Linked DNA regions of Sus scrofa: region 2 is linked to region 1. The links are chromatin contacts, called in public HiChIP or PLAC-seq maps. All regions are on one chromosome and are shown on one strand. The core of a region is the stretch at or near the end of the contact, and the rest is flanking DNA. Distances in the headings are between cores, read along the strand shown. Region 1 overlaps ZMIZ1 (zinc finger MIZ domain-containing protein 1). Region 2 holds the start of PPIF (peptidyl-prolyl cis-trans isomerase F, mitochondrial).

Evidence for each region. HiChIP or PLAC-seq counts read pairs in DNA pulled down with a chosen protein or histone mark.
Region 2: a contact with region 1 is called in an H3K27ac HiChIP or PLAC-seq map of alveolar macrophages. The contact joins the promoter of PPIF here to the enhancer-like site in region 1. A contact is called at or near these places in 1 of 5 promoter capture datasets (liver), 6 of 47 Hi-C or Micro-C datasets (blood, embryonic fibroblasts, epiblast stem cells and 3 more) and 1 of 2 datasets of contacts at active chromatin or transcription factors (alveolar macrophages).

The regions. Positions count from the first base shown.
Region 1 is chr14:81,622,930-81,625,842 of Sscrofa11.1, forward strand. ZMIZ1 (zinc finger MIZ domain-containing protein 1) reads left to right here. Exons shown (of 26, transcript XM_013983374.2): 11 at 1,112-1,310; 12 at 2,274-2,546. Among named protein-coding and RNA genes, the nearest start is that of TRNAK-UUU, 23 kb to the left of the region's middle. Within about 2 kb of position 1,637, at least 5 of the 83 cell types and tissues checked have an H3K27ac peak or open chromatin away from gene starts, as enhancers often do. A contact at or near this core is called in alveolar macrophages, where this site is marked.
Region 2 is chr14:81,673,216-81,676,185 of Sscrofa11.1, forward strand. PPIF (peptidyl-prolyl cis-trans isomerase F, mitochondrial) reads left to right here and starts at 1,456. Exons shown (of 6, transcript XM_021073635.1): 1 at 1,456-1,748. The coding sequence starts at 1,554.

The sequences.
Region 1 (2,913 bases), core at 387-2,886:
TCATAGCAATACCAGATTCTTAACCCACTGAGCGAGGCCAGGGATCAAACCCCAGTCCTCATGGATACTAGTTGGGTTCATTACGGCTGAGCCACAATGAGAGTTCTAGCTGAGTGGTGTTCTGATGGCTCCCAAGTCCATGGGCATCGAAGGACTACATTCGAATTCTTCGAAATGACCCTTCTCTGCATCGTATCTTTATAAGCTGAAAGATGCTAGGAGAGCAGCTCCAGACGGGGTTCAGGAGGGTCAGCTCTGTCCTGCTGCTTGTGGAGGCAGAACTCTGAGGGGAATGGGAATCCCTTGATTCAAGAGTCAGGGAGGGAGAGGGCAAGGAACCTCAGGAAAGCACTCCAGGGACATGGAGTGGGGCAGAAGCGCCCCATGCCTCCTCCTGCCATCTGTCCTGCTCTGTCCAAGGCTTCCTCTTAGCCTCACCCCTCCCCAGCTCCCAGGGCTGACTTTAGCCCTGCCAGGCGTCAGCACAATGGAGTTGAGTGGTGAAACATAACTGCAACCCCACCCTGCCATCCACTGCTGCAGGCCTTGGGTCAGTTGCTTGGCTTCTCTGAGACTAGGTGTCTCCTCTAGAAGACAGACTGACTGGGGTGGCCGAGGATACCGTGAGCTAGTGCATAAGAGCAATCACCATCTGGCACCCAGCTGAAGCTCCAGGAACCCAGCAAGCTGGTGGTTGCCAAGTGGCATGAAGGACACCCACTCATAGGAGGCCCCTGTCCCCTCTGGGTTCTGAGTCTAGACCTCCCCACTCTGTGAGCTGTGGGCAGGAGGGTCTGGAATGGCCTGACCTCTCCTTCCCTGCCCAAGCCTGGTCATGGGTTCATCTTTATTTTGTTTATTATTTTTTTCTTTTTTGACTACCCTGTGGCATATGGAATTCCTGGGCCAGGGATCAGATCCAAGCCACGATTGTGATCTATGCCACAGCTGCCGCAACATCAGATCCTTGAACCCATGTGCTTGGCTGGGGATCGAACCTGCGTCCTGGTGCTGCAGAAACAATACCAATCCCATCGTGCCACAGCAGGAACTCCATGAGTTCATCTCTAGATTCTGGCAACATCTAATTTCCTTCTTCTCTCCCTCGCAGTTACCCTGGGGGCCCTAGTGCCCCTGCAGGCATGGGCATCCCTCCGCACACCAGGCCGCCTGCTGACTTCACTCAGCCAGCAGCTGCCGCAGCAGCAGCTGCAGTGGCAGCGGCAGCAGCCACAGCCACGGCCACAGCTACGGCCACTGTGGCAGCCTTGCAGGAAACACAGAACAAGGATATAAACCAGTATGGACCGGTAAGGGCCGCACTAGTCCTGGTCCACTCAGCCAGGCAGACAGCCCCGGGAATCGGAGTTGGGGTGTTGGTGTCTGTGTGTGCTGGGAAGAGCTGATGGTGCATTTGGGTTTTCTCAGAAGCACATGGAGAGGTGTGTGTTAGGGTGTGGGCATGTCAGTGCAGTTGAGTGTGGGGCTGGGGGTGTTTGGGAGCGTGTATTCTGTGTGGACTGGTGGCTTGTGTGTGTCTCTTTATGGGGAAAGACGATCCATATTGCAGTCTGAGCGCCTACTCACCAAAGAGCGGGCTGTGTCTAAAGTAGCCTTGTCACCAGTCTGTGCCCCCTGGTGGCCTCTGAAGTCCATTGTTCTCCAGTCATCCCATCTGTGGAATCGGCCCAGGTCCCAGTTCTGCTCTCCTGACCTTCAAAAGGATGGGAAGTGGTGTGAGGAGAGGGGAGCCCCCACAGAAGTGCAAGATGGGCATGGAGGTGGGGATTGCAGGATGGGGACAGTGAGGCAGGTGGGCAGAGGTGGGACCTGAGGCCGCCTCACACTTTGTGGATGGAGGATGTGTGCCTGATGGCCGAGGAACAAAGACGGGGCCAGGCTTCCAGGAAAGAGGCTCGTGCCTCCATCCTCATCCACCTCCATTCTCCCATGCCCTTCCCCACCCCTGCACCCTCTTTCCCATACCCTGCCTGCCTCCCTGGAAATGCTGCCTGTGCATTGGAGTGACTGCGCCCCACCCCAAACACCCCTCAGCTGCGTCTTTCCTGTGTGGCCTGCAGAGGGCAGCAGTGAGCCCAGAAGGCCAGTGGTCCTTTGGGGCCTGGTCACCAGCTGCAACCGTGCAGGAAAGAGGCTCCCCCTCACCCCAAACCCCCCACTCCCCCCACCCTTCCCTCCCTGCACTTTCAATGCATGTGGCATTTTATTCTTTTTTTTTTCTTCTCCCGTTGAAGGTCTGTTCCTCTTTCCAGATGGGTCCCACCCAGGCGTATAACAGCCAATTCATGAACCAGCCCGGGCCTCGGGGGCCTGCCTCCATGGGGGGCAGCATGAACCCCGCAAGCATGGCGGCTGGCATGACACCCTCGGGGATGAGCGGCCCTCCCATGGGCATGAATCAACCCCGGCCACCCGGCATCAGCCCCTTTGGCACACACGGGCAGCGGATGCCCCAGCAGACCTACCCGGGCCCCCGGCCCCAGTCCCTTCCCATTCAGAGCATAAAGAGGCCATACCCGGGAGAGGTGAGTGTGACAGCAGGCGGGTGGTGGGCAGGTGGGAGGTGGGGAGGAGCTGGGGCTTAAAGACACAGGTGCTGTGGGCAGTACCTTGAAAAGGGCATGGGTTGACCTTCAGGGAAACTGGACCAAAAGGCAGAGAGCCTTAGGAGGTAGGGTCCTGAGGTGCTCCTGAGTTAAGGTCAGCTCTGCCATTTCCTGGCTGGAAAGTCATGTCGCTTCTTTGAGTCTCTGCTTTTTCTTTCCTAAAAGGCAATGACAGTTCAACCCACCTGCTGGGGCTGCTTGGGAGTCTTGAATGAGGGGGTGTACTTGAAGTGCCTGGCCTGGGGTGGGGATAGGCAGGCACTTAGATAATAGCCGCTGTTAGCAT
Region 2 (2,970 bases), core at 206-2,705, 50 kb after region 1:
CCCAGGACAGGGTGAGATCCCATTCTGGGCTGGGACCTGGGAAGCATCTGGACTCCAGGGTACAGCTGGGACATCATGTTGCTTGGGTCAACATTTTGCTGCCAGACCCCATCCCAAGAACTGATTCAGGGTCTGGAGCAGGTCAGTCTAGAACTGGTCCCAGCTCAAGCCCACCTGACTCCAAGGCTCAGCCCCTACCCTCTTTTCTAGCTCTTCAAAACTCTGAGCCACTGCAGCTGTGGCCCACTGCTATCTGAGCCCCAAACCCTGGGCAAAGTATAGACTCTGACTATCACTGATGCTTACAGCACAGTACTTAGCAGTTGACCAAGTTCTCTCTGTCTTGTTCTTTTTATCCTTGGAACAGACCTGGAAAACAAGTGGGGTAGGAATTAACATCACACCTATTCTGCAGAGGAGAAACTGAGGCCCAGAGAGAGGAGTCTGGGAGGACCGGTACAGGCTGGCAGTGGGGACTTCATGGTTCCCCTACTTCTGGGCAGCACCTTCCTGTCTCTGGGCCTCAGTTGTTCATCTGGAAAGTGTAGGTGTTGGCTCAGATGCTCTCTCAGGACCCCTGCCTGTCACTCATTTCCTGTAGGCTTCCCATGCCCCCCAGGCTCCAGTGAAGCCCACCTCAGCTTGTGGGGTAAATCTGCACAGTGGTAGCTCACACCCAGTTCCCCTCCTCTTCCCGTCTTACCTTTCCTCTCTTCCTTGCACCTCTTATGGATTGGCCCCTGTGCTATGTTACCTGCAGGAGCAGTTTCTCAGTGAGTGGGGGTAGAAGGGGAACCCTGGTTGCTGGGAACTAGGGCTGTCAGTCTGTGGGGTTGGGGAGGGGGAGATTCAGACCCAGTCCTGGTGGAGGACTGGGGGCCTGGTGGGAGCATGACAGGCTCAGGCTGAGTCTAGAGGGGGGACTGGTTTCTAGAAGCATTTGGAGACAAGCCCGGGCTAGGACAGGAATGCCTGAGGTCACCATGGGAGGTGTCTTGATCTCCTCCTGCCACTTCTCACTCTAATCCCGCATCTCATCTCCAACTTTCTTTGATTGACACTCAGTGCCACCTTTTCTCTTGGTCTGTACCTGTTCGCGGGGCCTATGGCAGGAGGGGCTGCCTATACAAAAGGCTCAAATGTAGACTTTTGTTATATTCAAATGAAAACACAGTACTCGCATTTTGGAGTTAGCCACTTTTTAGGATCCCCCCCGCCCGCTTTTTTTTTTTTTTTTTCCTATCTATTGGGACCCTCACAAAATGTCACCGGCCTCCTTTTGCAAGGTCGTGTCTAACTCTCAGGTCTCTAGCCCTGGTGTGGGTGTATTTAAAGGATTTTAGGCTAGCCGCTGTGCTTCCCGCTGGGGCCGGCAGAGGACAAGAGCGGACAGGCTGAAGGGGGCGTGGCGGAGGCGGGGCCCAGAGGCCGCCTGAGCCAATAAAGGCGGCGGCGCGCGGTCCCAGCTGACTCGGCCGCTCTGGGCGTGCGTGGTTCTCTTTGCTGTAGTCTCCGCTTGTCCTGGAGCTCTTGCACTCCGACCCGCGCTCACCATGCTGGCGCTGCGCAGCAGTCCCCGCTTGCTCCGTCTGCTCTCCGGCCCGCGCTCCGCGCCGCTGCGCCTCTCCGCAACCCGCGCCTGCAGCAGCGGCGGCGACTCCGGTGACCCGTCCTCTTCCGCCAGGAACCCGCTTGTGTACCTGGACGTGGGCGCGGACGGGCAGCCGCTGGGCCGCGTGGTTCTGGAGGTGAGACCACTGGACAGGACCGCGCTGGACTGAGAGTGAGGGACGGTCCCGGAAGAGCCCTGGACTCCGGGCCGGCGCTGTGTCTGGCTCGCTGTGTGACCTTGCTTCCTGCTCTGGGCCTCAGTTTCCCCATCTCTAAGAAGAGGCATCAGATTGGTCTCTCCGGGCCTCCCCTCGGATCTTTAGACCAATGGAAGTGGGGCGGGGGGAAGGTGGGGGAGGGCGCCCGTGGAGGAGAAAGCTCAAGGTCAGAATGTAGGCAGGAGGGCCTGTCCCGGCAGGCCGGCTCCGAGTTTGGGGAAGGGCTCCGAGATCTCACGGGGTGGGAGCGCAGGCCCAGAGCTCTGAGGTGGGTGTCGGGGTGGAGGGGGCAGGCTCTCCAGGATCCAGGCGGCTGACCCGCTGTGCGCTCACGTGGCGGCCCTTGCATAAGATGGAGCGTCCCCGGCCCTGCTCCTGCCATGGGGCGCATGGTTGAGCAAAGGTGCTTTGGGGCCGCCTCCTCTCCTGGTGGGTGCTGGCTGGGCCGGCCGCGGCCCCAGGAGTCGGGACCCTGTGTTCAGAACTCTTTGCCCCAACGCCAACCTGTCACCTTCCCAGGGTAACGCTTAGTGCCTGCCCCTGACTCTTTGGGCCTTTTTTTTTTTTTTTTTTAAAGCAGGGAACAAATATGTAGTCTGGAAGGTAACAGAGGGAACGCTCCTGTGTAGTTCTTGAGCCTGGCCTGCTTTTGAACACAGGCGCCTCAAGCCTCTGTTTCTTCTTCCGGAAAATGGAAAGCACCCATTTATTTTAAAGGTTTGGCACCAGGGCAGCTCTTGAAGCTGGGAAGCAAGAGGCTGGCTTGAATGGGGCTCCGGCCTCCCCCCTTTCCACCAGCCTCCTGCCTCTCTCTGAGCCTCAGTTTCCCATCTGCCCATTGAGGAGCTTGGGGGGCCCTCTCTCCAGGCCCTGAGTCTCTGATGCTTTGGGCCCAGCTGAAGTAGCTCTGCTAGGTCTGCCTCTAGAAGCAGGCCAAGATGGTGTTGTCATCTCTTCTGACAGGTTAGGAAATCGAGGCTGCCTCCTGCCAGCCCTGGGTTGAGGAAGCAGCTGGCAGAAGTGATAGCCACAGTGGCTTCCCACGGAGGGCTGGGAGTGACAGAGGGCTGGGAGTGACAGGAATGGTGCTCTCTTTGTCTTTCCTGGGCCTCCGTGGGAGTTGGGTCCTTCCTTCACCTGC